2 separate regions of the Mus musculus genome follow, and region 2 is linked to region 1. A link is a contact called in public HiChIP or PLAC-seq data. All regions are on one chromosome and are shown on one strand. Each heading gives the region's core, a stretch centred on a gene start, on an enhancer-like site or on the middle of the called end of the contact. The rest is flanking DNA. Distances are from core to core; before and after follow the strand shown.

The links. HiChIP or PLAC-seq counts read pairs in DNA pulled down with a chosen protein or histone mark.
Region 2: a BATF HiChIP or PLAC-seq map of CD8 T cells shows a contact between it and region 1, with 10 read pairs. The contact joins two enhancer-like sites. A contact is called at or near these places in 2 of 484 Hi-C or Micro-C datasets (B cells and macrophages) and 2 of 115 datasets of contacts at active chromatin or transcription factors (CD8 T cells and Th17 cells).

What each region holds. Positions count from the first base shown.
Region 1 is chr14:72,774,519-72,779,793 of GRCm38.p6, reverse strand. The region is part of intron 5 of Gm35218 (a long non-coding RNA gene); the gene reads left to right. Among named protein-coding and RNA genes, the nearest start is that of Gm35218, 30 kb to the left of the region's middle. Within about 2 kb of position 1,658, at least 69 of the 459 cell types and tissues checked have an H3K27ac peak or open chromatin away from gene starts, as enhancers often do. A contact at or near this core is called in CD8 T cells and Th17 cells, where this site is marked.
Region 2 is chr14:73,085,552-73,090,487 of GRCm38.p6, reverse strand. No RefSeq gene overlaps it. Among named protein-coding and RNA genes, the nearest start is that of Gm35388, 15 kb to the left of the region's middle. Within about 2 kb of position 2,572, at least 35 of the 459 cell types and tissues checked have an H3K27ac peak or open chromatin away from gene starts, as enhancers often do. A contact at or near this core is called in CD8 T cells and Th17 cells, where this site is marked.

The sequences.
Region 1 (5,275 bases), core at 409-2,908:
GGGTGTACTTCACATCCGTTGAGAGGGGAAGTTGGTTTAATATGTCCTTCACCAGAATTCATCACAAGAAGAAATAAGCTCCACGGGATTCTTCAGACTATAGTCCGCATTGCAGAAGTTACTCATTTACCTGACAAACAGGATTCAAATGAAGAGGATAAAGAAAAGGGAGCAAAGAGCTTATGTCTATAAAACCAAAGGACAAACAGCAGGGATCCACAGACAGCAATCTGTGAGTCAAAGAAAGAAAATACCAAACTTGTGAATCCCCTGGTTTCAGAACTAATTTGCTCACCATGAACCAATCTTACAATTCATTAGCTTCACCCTAGAGACAGGACTGAATGTCAGCTCTGTTCCTGACCTATAAGTAATAGGTGCCACTAGCTCAGAAATGAGCATAATCACAACTCGAATCGATGGGATTGTTACAAAGCTGAAAAATAACAAGCTCTGTCCAGAATTTTTGGAAAGAGAAGAAATTTTTCTTCCTTTCTCTTTAGGAAAGAATTAAAAAAAAAAGAATAGAAATATTATCTTTCAACAGCACTAAGATTAAACAAAAAAAAAATTATAAGAATTAAAAATAAAACCAAATCACCCCAATCATTTATTTAACCTGAATGAAGAGCTGGGAACAGGGACATTACGGCACGAGCAAATCCCGTGGTGCTGTTCATCACAACAGGCCTGCTCATGACTGCAGTGTGAGTACAGGGTGTACTGCCGGATCTAAACCACCTGGCATGCACTTCTCCCTGCTCTTTCTTCACTCTTTGTGAAGGGACTGAAGGTGACTATGATAACTTGGGATTTACTCATTCCGTATGGCAGAGGCTCAGACAATCCAGCACCCAGGAAGATTGGTGGGGGACAGTCATGACCAACCAGCCTGAACCTACGTTTGTCTGTTGTTACTCAAGTGAGAACAAAGCCTACAGCTGTCTGAGAACTACAGCTTGAAGCCTTATTTATAAGAGTGGCCTTTTTGTCTGCACATAGGTTTTACTTTCAGTTCATCTTAATAATGTTTAAGAAAAATGAATCGTAGGGAAAAAATAGTGTAAAGGCAGATAGAGGAAAAGAAACAAAACATAAAATGGAGAGAAACACCCTTCCACTTCGCCAGCTCACTACAAATAGATCTACCATTAGATCTACAGAAATCACTCTTGACCATTTTGTACAGTTTTTTTCCCACTTAAAAATATCATGAGAGCCTTGGTATATTATAATGATAGAGTGTTTAGCTACAAGGCACAGGCCCTGGGTTCAATTCCCAGTACTAAAAAAAAAAAGAAAAATCATGACCATATTTCCTTCTGCTTCTTTAAATACTATGCAGTCACATCATTTTAATATCACGGGGAAATCACAGGTTGTTGAGTGGCAGTAGATCTGTTCATTAACTAGCAAATCTTGAACATTGCCAGGTGGCAGTTCTCAGAATGCTTAGATCCCGGACTCTGTATTACTTGGAAAATCCAGTCATTTGATATCATGGTGGAACTTAAGCTGCTATTACCAGGAAAACAAACAACAGGACAAACCCCTTGTTGTCAGGACATAGCCTTGTCATCAAGACACGTCCAATGTGATGGGTGAAAGTAGTAGTTCTTTAAGAGCTATGACTCATCTCTAGAACCAAAGAAATGCGGCTTTGCAGTCTGGCAGGTCTTGGTCAATGTGACAGCTCTGCTGTTCACCTAACAGGAAGAGGAGACGTCTGCAGTGAGCAATTTTCTTGGTAGAAATTGCTACATTTCCTCCTGTTCACATTCCTTCAGTTGGCGCTTAATTGCCCAACTAGAGCTGGCTTCAAGGGCATCTGGGAAATGACATGCAAACAGGGTGGTCTTATATTCACTAAAACTCTGTGGAATGGAAGAAAAGGAAAACGGAGCTGAGGGGAAAATAACAGCCCTTCAGAGTTAGTTTACAGCTCAGTGTCTGAGACTTGATTGGCTTCTAGACACTAACTTACCCTGGCTGGTTACTTGTTAATTATTTGATACTCTGACTCTGCGTGACGAGTTACTAGCTATCTTCTGAGAGACTGATACTTAACCTCAGTTTGCAAAACAGAGCCCTTAAGACTCACATTCTTATAGGAGAGTTGTGTTTGATGAACAGAACGCGCTTCTAAGACATTGATTGCAGCTACAACAAATCCAAAGCCAATACAAAATTGATGCTCTGTGGGCAGAAGGTAAAAGTGAACCTAATACAATAAAGAATCAACTCTAAATGGCATTGAATGAAGTGTAGAAGCTGAATGCCAGGCCCCGGCGCCAGGGTGCTGAAGTCTGGACCCTGACCCAGCACTTACTCGCCATTTGAGCAAGTTAGGTCACCTCTGCACCTCAGTTTCCACATTTAGAAAGTAGAGATTAAGATTAACAACTACCTCTCTGATGGCTTCTGAAGGTTCTATGAGTTCATGTAGAACACATGTAGCCTAGACTTTAGCACAAAGCCCCATGCTTTGGCCCCCACTCATCTCAAAAGTCTGGTCTCAAAGAATTAACCAGTATTTTTTTTTCTTTTAGAAAAATCATCTATGCACCCCCATCTTTGCAGTGGAGCTATACAGACCATCATACAAAAATCTTACCATTTCTATTCCTATTCCCCCAGCACCCTGTACTTCCAAAATCAGTATGTCAATATTCTGCATTATAGGAGGCAGGGCTACATCCATCATCTAAATTGGATAGGCATTGAGTCTGCACCTGATTTCATTTCCTTTTGGAGAGTTGTGCGTATTTTCATGTCTTCCGTGGTTCTGTAATGCAGGCTTTTCGGTGAACAAAAGTCTCCTTTCAGGTAATGAGTTTTCCCAGAGTATGTCCCTGCTGCTTCTGAGACTTCAGGATTGAAAGCTGTTCTTAGAATCCAGAATTGAATTAGGTCATGTCTTTCTTTTCTATTATTTTTAATTAAGGCATTCTGGAATGATAATATATGCCAAACCCCTCAACAGTCTTTCTATATATTAGCTACAATTAAGTTTATTCAATAATTGATGATTATTCATAATTAGGAAAAGAATAAGATGTTAAGAACCTCCCTAAAAACCAGGTTCCATGAATTTGTTCAGTTTCTCTGATAAATATACTTAGATTATGGCTATTCTTACTTCAGAGGGTTGTTGTTTTTGAGAAATTGCCATAAAACCAAAATTGTATGAGTTGAAAATTATTTTTCTATATATTTAAAGTCATACTGCGTCATTAAATCCCCAATCCATTCATTCATATTTTTATTAAATTAGGCCCCAGTACCATAGTAGTAATTTAGTAGATTATGAATTAATAATACCTATTGCATGTTTGATTTAGCATCAGATTTAATCTTCTATGTGATTTCTGCCCTGTTTCATTGCATTATTCTAAAGACGAAGAGATACTTCCAAGAAAGTGCTCATTCTTTACTTTTTTGTTCTGGAACCATATGACAAGTTGCAAACCAAAAAACATGTTGCAAAAATATTGCATGGAGCTATTGGGAGGAAAGATAATTCTCCCTCCTTCTGCAGGTATCAAGTCCAGTAGCTACTCAGTGAGGAGCAGGGCTTGGAGAACACTTTCATTGCTTATCTGGAATTTGGGCTGTCTTGATTTTATGCAGATAGCTGCACACACTGTGAGTTTCTGAGCTTGATAACCATGTCATATGTAGTAGGATGGACCATCTAGAGACTGCCATATCCAGGGATCCACCCCATAATCAGCTTCCAAACGCTGACACCATTGAATACACTAGCAAGATTTTATCGAAAGGACCCAGATGTAGCTGTCTCTTGTGAGACTATGCCGGGGCCTAGCAAACACAGACGTGGATGCTCACAGTCAGCTATTGGATGGATCACAGGGCTCCCAATGGAGGAGCTAGAGAAAGTACCCAAGGAGCTAAAGGGATCTGCAACCCTATAGGTGGAGCAACATTATGAACTAACCAGTACCCCGGAGCTCTTGACTCTAGCTGCATATGTATCAAAAGATGGCCTAGTTGGCCATCACTGGAAAGAGAGGCCCATTGGACACGCAAACTGTATATGCCCCAGTACAGGGGAACGCCAGGGCCAAAAAAATGGGAATGGGTGGGTAGGGAAGTGGGGGGGGGGAGGGTATGGGGGACTTTTGGGATAGCATTGGAAATGTAATTGAGGAAAATATGTAATAAAAAATATTAAAAAAAAATCCTATGCTTCCAAGGTCAGATAGCTCTTAGACTTCCAGGAAAAGGAGAGGATATAAAAAGCCAGCAGAGGGTGAGAGAAGTAGAGGAGAGAGTAGCAAGGGAGAGACTGGGAAGTAGACAAGAGTACGTTTCAAGAGACAGAGGAGCAGGGTTGGAGAAGACAGTTGATTCAAGAAGAAAGATTGATAGGACTAGAGAAGAGAAAAAGAAGTGGGGAAAGGAGAGGAGAGGAGAGGAGAGGAGAGGAGAGAGGAGAAGGAGAGAAGAGGAAAAGAGAGGAGAGGAGAAGAGAAGAAGAGAAGAGGAAAAGAGAGGAGAGGAGAGGAGCCAGAGAAGATATTGGTGGGAGACAGATAAAGAACCCAAGAAGAACCCACAAAGTAGCCAAGAGAAAGAAAGAAAGAAAGAAAGAAAGAAAGAAAGAAAGAAAGAAAGAAAGAAAGAAAGAGAGAGAGAGAAAGAGAAAGGAAGGAAGAAAACCATAAAGCTGTATTCTTAAAGCTACAGTGATGTCCAGACAACAGCATTCACTGCTTTCCTCCCTACTTTCTGCTCTTACAGTCTCCTCTTTGGAGATAATCCCTAAGCCTTTGTTAGGGGGAGGATTCTTAGTGGAACCATCTCCAGAGGATAGCCCCACATCCATAGACCTATGAGCAGTAGTAATTGGATTTGATGAGTTATCCAAAAAAAAAAAAAACGAAGTTGGTGAGGGGAGATATTAGAGGAATATGGGGAAGATGAAGGAGAGAGATGCAAAGCAGATACGGTTATATTTTGTTGTATTGATATGCAGAGTAGATATGGTTATATTTTGTTGTATTGATATGCAGAGCAGATATGGTTATATTTTGTTGTATTCAGGTGTTTTGTAGACTGTCCATCAGCTTAGGCCATTTATGATGCTTTCTGGTGATCAGCTATTCTGAGCAGGAACACTATAGAAGCACCGCATTTGTACATCACTTCAGGAAGCTCAGAATGCTCACTGTCTTATAGTGATATTTACTTTGGTCCCTTAATTAAGGGAAGTCTGCCAGGTTTCTCTGTTTTAAGGATAGCTTTGCCCTTT
Region 2 (4,936 bases), core at 1,323-3,822, 310 kb before region 1:
AAAAAAAAATACCGATTAATATCAGCAGCAGAAAAGAGGGAAGGGCCACTACCTTCCAATTCTTTCTTTAGCGAAGAAATGTGGGTGAGGCTTAATTCTCCCCACAACAATGTGTAAACGACATGGAAAGTATTGCCAAGAGGGAAGTTCACCTGAGCCATGGTCTCCAGATTTTCTTTAAAACGATATTTTATTTTTAATTGTGTGTCTATGTGTGAGTATGTGCACATGAGTACAGCACCCCTGGAAGCCATAAGAGGACATCACATCTCATGGAGCTGGAGTTACAAGTGGTTGTGTGCTGACTAATGTGGGTGCTGGGAACTGAACTTGGGTCCTCTGTATGAGCAGTAAGTGCTTGTAACCACTGAACCATTTCTCTAGCACACAGATCTTGTTTTTAAGGTAGGGAGTGTTCGGACATGGCACACTGCTAATATGATTGCCCTTACTCAGCCCCTGCAGACACCATGGTTAACCTCATGGTCCAAGGCTCTAAGAATCAATCCCAGTCTTAGCATCAAGTATCTGTGGGCCCTAGGCTCCCGGGGAAACAGACACTTTTCAGGCACAGTATACCAAAATTGTATTGTTAGCTCCCAGGAGCAGAAAAGGGCCATACATTTTTTTTCTGAGCTGTCCAGGGCTTGACAACCCAGACTTACTGAGTTACTTCCTACTGTATAGCACTCCGTAACATTCTCACAGTTAAAGAGGATTTTGACATTATGGGTGGGTGCAGCATACAACTCCTAAACACTATCCTTCTATCCTTATAAATGCAATGTGTTCCTGGAAGCTCTGATGCAGGGTGTGACAATTCTCAGGACTGCTTCAACTTAGAGTAACAGTGCATTAGGACAGCCACCCACATACTTTCCTAGGAAGGTTATAATGGGGCATCTATGAGAGAGACTTTTACATTCCATTTGAATCTAGGTCAATTAAGGGAAACCAGACTTTTCTCTCAGGGAAAGATGACATGGGAAGAAGCACTTGTCCCCAGGCCAGTGACACTCCAGAGTGGCTTGTCCTACTCTCCTGGGAGAACCAGGGGAGGCTATGTGTACTTAGAATGTTGCACTCAGAGCGGAGTCTGAGTTCTGGGTTTCCCACCTTCTTAGTGGCTACAGTGGGTTGTATGGCCCCATGACATGCCCGAGTCCTTATCCTAAGAATATGACCTTATTAGGTAAATAGGGTCTTTGGAGATGTAAGGAGGTTGTGGGGTCAGACGGTTGTCCTCATTCGTTTTCTCTTGATGTGGTAAAACACTGAACAAAATCAGCTTAGGCGTGGAAAGGAATTGTTTCATTTTACAAACTAAGCCATACTCCATCTCCGAGGGCAGGAGCCTGGAGGCAGGAACTGAAACACAGACCACAGAGGGGTGCTGCCTACTGGCTTGCTCTACATAGCTTGCACAGCCTGCTTTCTTATAGAACCCAGGACCACCAGCCCAGGGACAGCACCACTGACATCCATCATTAATCAAGAAAAGAAATAACCCATGGACATGCTCACAGGCCAATCTTATGGAGGGAGTTTTAAAATTGAGGTTCTTCTTCCCAAATGACACTAGCTATGTTGACAAAAAACAATCAACACAGATGTGACTAGCTTAGAGTTTTTTTTCTTTCTTTCTTTCTTTCTTTCTTTCTTTCTTTTTTTTTTTTTGCTATAAACTCAATGAGTAGTATCTTAATAAGCTAATAGAAGGCTGTGCTATACAGCAAGGTTGAGATTGGAACACAGGACACTGGGGATTGCTGGCTAGTGACTAGGAGAGATGCAAGGAGGGACTCTTTCAGGAGCTCCCAGAAACTTCCAGTCCTTGTAATGCATGGAAGACATTCGGTAAATATTTGTTAAATGAATGAGTGAAAGTGAATGAATGATTCTGTTGAGACAAAACTTTGATGCTAGGATCCAGGCTTTTGGAAACCAGGATCAGGTTTCCAGAATGGCAAGAGGATGAGCCTCTGTCTCTTTAAGCCAGGTTTGTGGGAATTTACCCTGGTAGACACAGTGACCTAGTTTCACTTTCTGAAAATAAGTTTTTGATAGTTTTCTTATCTATATCTTTGTGACACTCATCTCTTGAGTGAATGAAATGAGATACTGTGTATAGAAGAGTAAGAGGCCTTCTCACTTGCAATTTCTGTCTCTTTAGTTTTCTTTTATGTATGTATGTACATATGTACGTATGCATGCATGCATGCAGGTGTGTGTGTGTGTGTGCATGTACATGCATATGTGCACACTCATGTACATGCCCGTGTGCTTGCCCACACAGGTGACTGAAGAAGCCAGAGTTTGATGATGTTTGGGCATTTTTCTCAATTGCTTCTATACCTGACAAAGAGATGGGGGTCTCTCACTGAACCTGGAGCTCACTGTTTTGACGAGACTGGCTGGCCAGTGAGCCCCTGGAACCTGCCTGTGCTGGGGTGCGCTGCTGTTGTCAGCTTTTACGTGGACAATGGCAATCCAAACTCAGATCCTAACCACTGAGCCACCTCCAACCTCCCCTCTAGACATTTTCAAGTGGGTTCTTACTTCTTCTAGAGACTCCAGGATGTGGTTTGTATTTCACCGATGTTATAGCCACAAACTTACTGGAAGGTGCCCTGCAGAGAAATGAATTATGATTTCATTGCAAAGTCAAAAAAAGAAAAGAGAAAGCCGTGTGGGGGCAAATGTCAGCACCCAGGTTCTGCTTTAAGAAATACATGTGCCTCTGCAGTAAGGGTAGACACTGCCAAGTGACTTCATTGGTATCTAGAAAGCTAAGTCCCTATGATAAGATTGAACCAACCTGTGAATAGATAGTGGTGGTGCAGTATGTGATGGTGAACTCGATCTGGCTTTTATTTCCTCTGGGTCTTCTTATGTTTGTGTGGTGCAATCACACAGATTTCCAGAGGCTACTGAGAGGCAAGGAAGGGAGGTCAGTAGTTACAAATAGTTACAAATTGTAACACATAGTTACAAACTGAGAGAAGATTGTTGCCTGCGGAAGGCAGAAATGTATCACTCATTGTTGTAACACTGTTACTCCATAAGGTCACCACATTGCTACATCATTACTTATCCACAAGACTGGAAGGGCAGCTCCTGGCTCAGTGTGTGTGGCCCCAGACCATTTGTTTCTGTCAATACACACACACACACACACACACACACACACACACACACACACACACACACACACACGCACACACGCACACGCACACATTCATATAACACATATGAGAGAAATCTGCAACCTACTCCTTCAGGATATTCAAATCCTTTAGTGATTGCAAAGAAGAGGAGAAATAATTTATCAGGCACTTGGGCTGTGCCAAGGGCAGTGTCAGCTGAATTTATATACCTTTTCTAATTTAAGCCCCATCTAATTGACTTGGGAAAATCCCAACTTAAATTGGATTTGGGGGAATATGGCCTGGAAATAAATTGACCATGGAATTAAAACTTCAGAAGCCATGGGGAGGAGAATTGTTTTCCCCTAAAAGATGCCTGTTGTTAAGAATCCACTTTTACCTGGACAGAACCCTTTCCATTCATTCTCATCTATCCAGTCAACAGATATTTACTGTGTGCCTTCTATTGGCTCTCTTTAATGGTCAAAGAAAGGAATTTCTACTTCGTACAGGTTATGTTTCAGCTTTGTGGAAATAACTAAATGATCAATGAGCCGCTTGTTCTATGACTGGGCATTAATGTGTGTGAAAACTAGAGCCCAATAAAGAACTTTGGTAGTGAAAAGAGTGGTTGATTGTGACTTTAGGAAGCTCATCAAAGTATTCCTCACCCAGAAGGTGACAGGGAACAAAGCCTGAAGAAGCTGAGAGGAGTCACATGACTAGCAGAGGCGGAGCCTTCCAGATAGAGGCAAAGATTCACTGTAGGAGACTGCTTTGCTTGCTCGAGGAACAGCAAGGAGATGGGGGTTACTGCCATGAAACAGGTGAGGGGAAAACAGAAGGAGATCAAGGGCAGTTTATTAGCACCTGGAAAGACTTTGATATAGGTAGGCTTGGTGGTATTTAGATTATAAAGACCAGAGTTACATTTTAAATAGATTGCTCTTCTGAGGCCACGGTTGCTTGCTTGGTAGAGGGCTTGTCTAGTAAAAAGCCCTGGATTTGAATATTAGCATTGCATTAACTGGGCAGGGCAGTGTATGCCTGTAATGGCAGCACTTGAGAGGTGGAAATAAGAAAATCAATAATAGCCCAAGGCCACCCTAAGCTACATAGAGTTTGAGATAGTCTGAGATAGGTGAAACTTGTCTAGAGAAAAAAAGATTATTCTTGGTTTGATGATGTAGATTATAGAAAGGTATCATAATTGTCTATAGCTATTGTAACATGATCACAAATAAGGAGCTTAAAACATTAGAAATGTGTTCTCTATTCTGGGGTTATAATTTTTAAAATCTATATGTTAGTAGAGCTATGCTCTTTCTGAAGACTCTGGGAGAGACTCCACTGGCCACTTTCAGCTTCTGGCTTTCCCTGGTTTGTGGCTAGATAAGTCCATCCCTACATAGTCTTTCTCCAATGTCTCTAGCTCTCTTCCTCTAGGTAAAGGCATCAGGCATTGGCTAGAGAGGTTTGTGTTTCAGTTAGCCATCTCATTTTGATTATAACCACACTCTATTCTCAAATGAGATGTCATTTTCTAGGTCTTCAACATGTATTTCGGGGGAACACATTCCAGCTCAGAAAAAGGGGCAACTGTAGAAGCAGGGATGTCAGATGAGAAAGATTGGAGCTGAAGAGTAATGAGATGTAGTTTAGCTCTGTGTGTGTTTCCAGATCTGTATCAGTAACAGCTTCCATCAGATTGTGCGGATGAGATAAAGGGAGACATCAAAGACATCTCAATGCGGTTCACCGGGGCATTTGAAGGTTACAGATGCCATTGA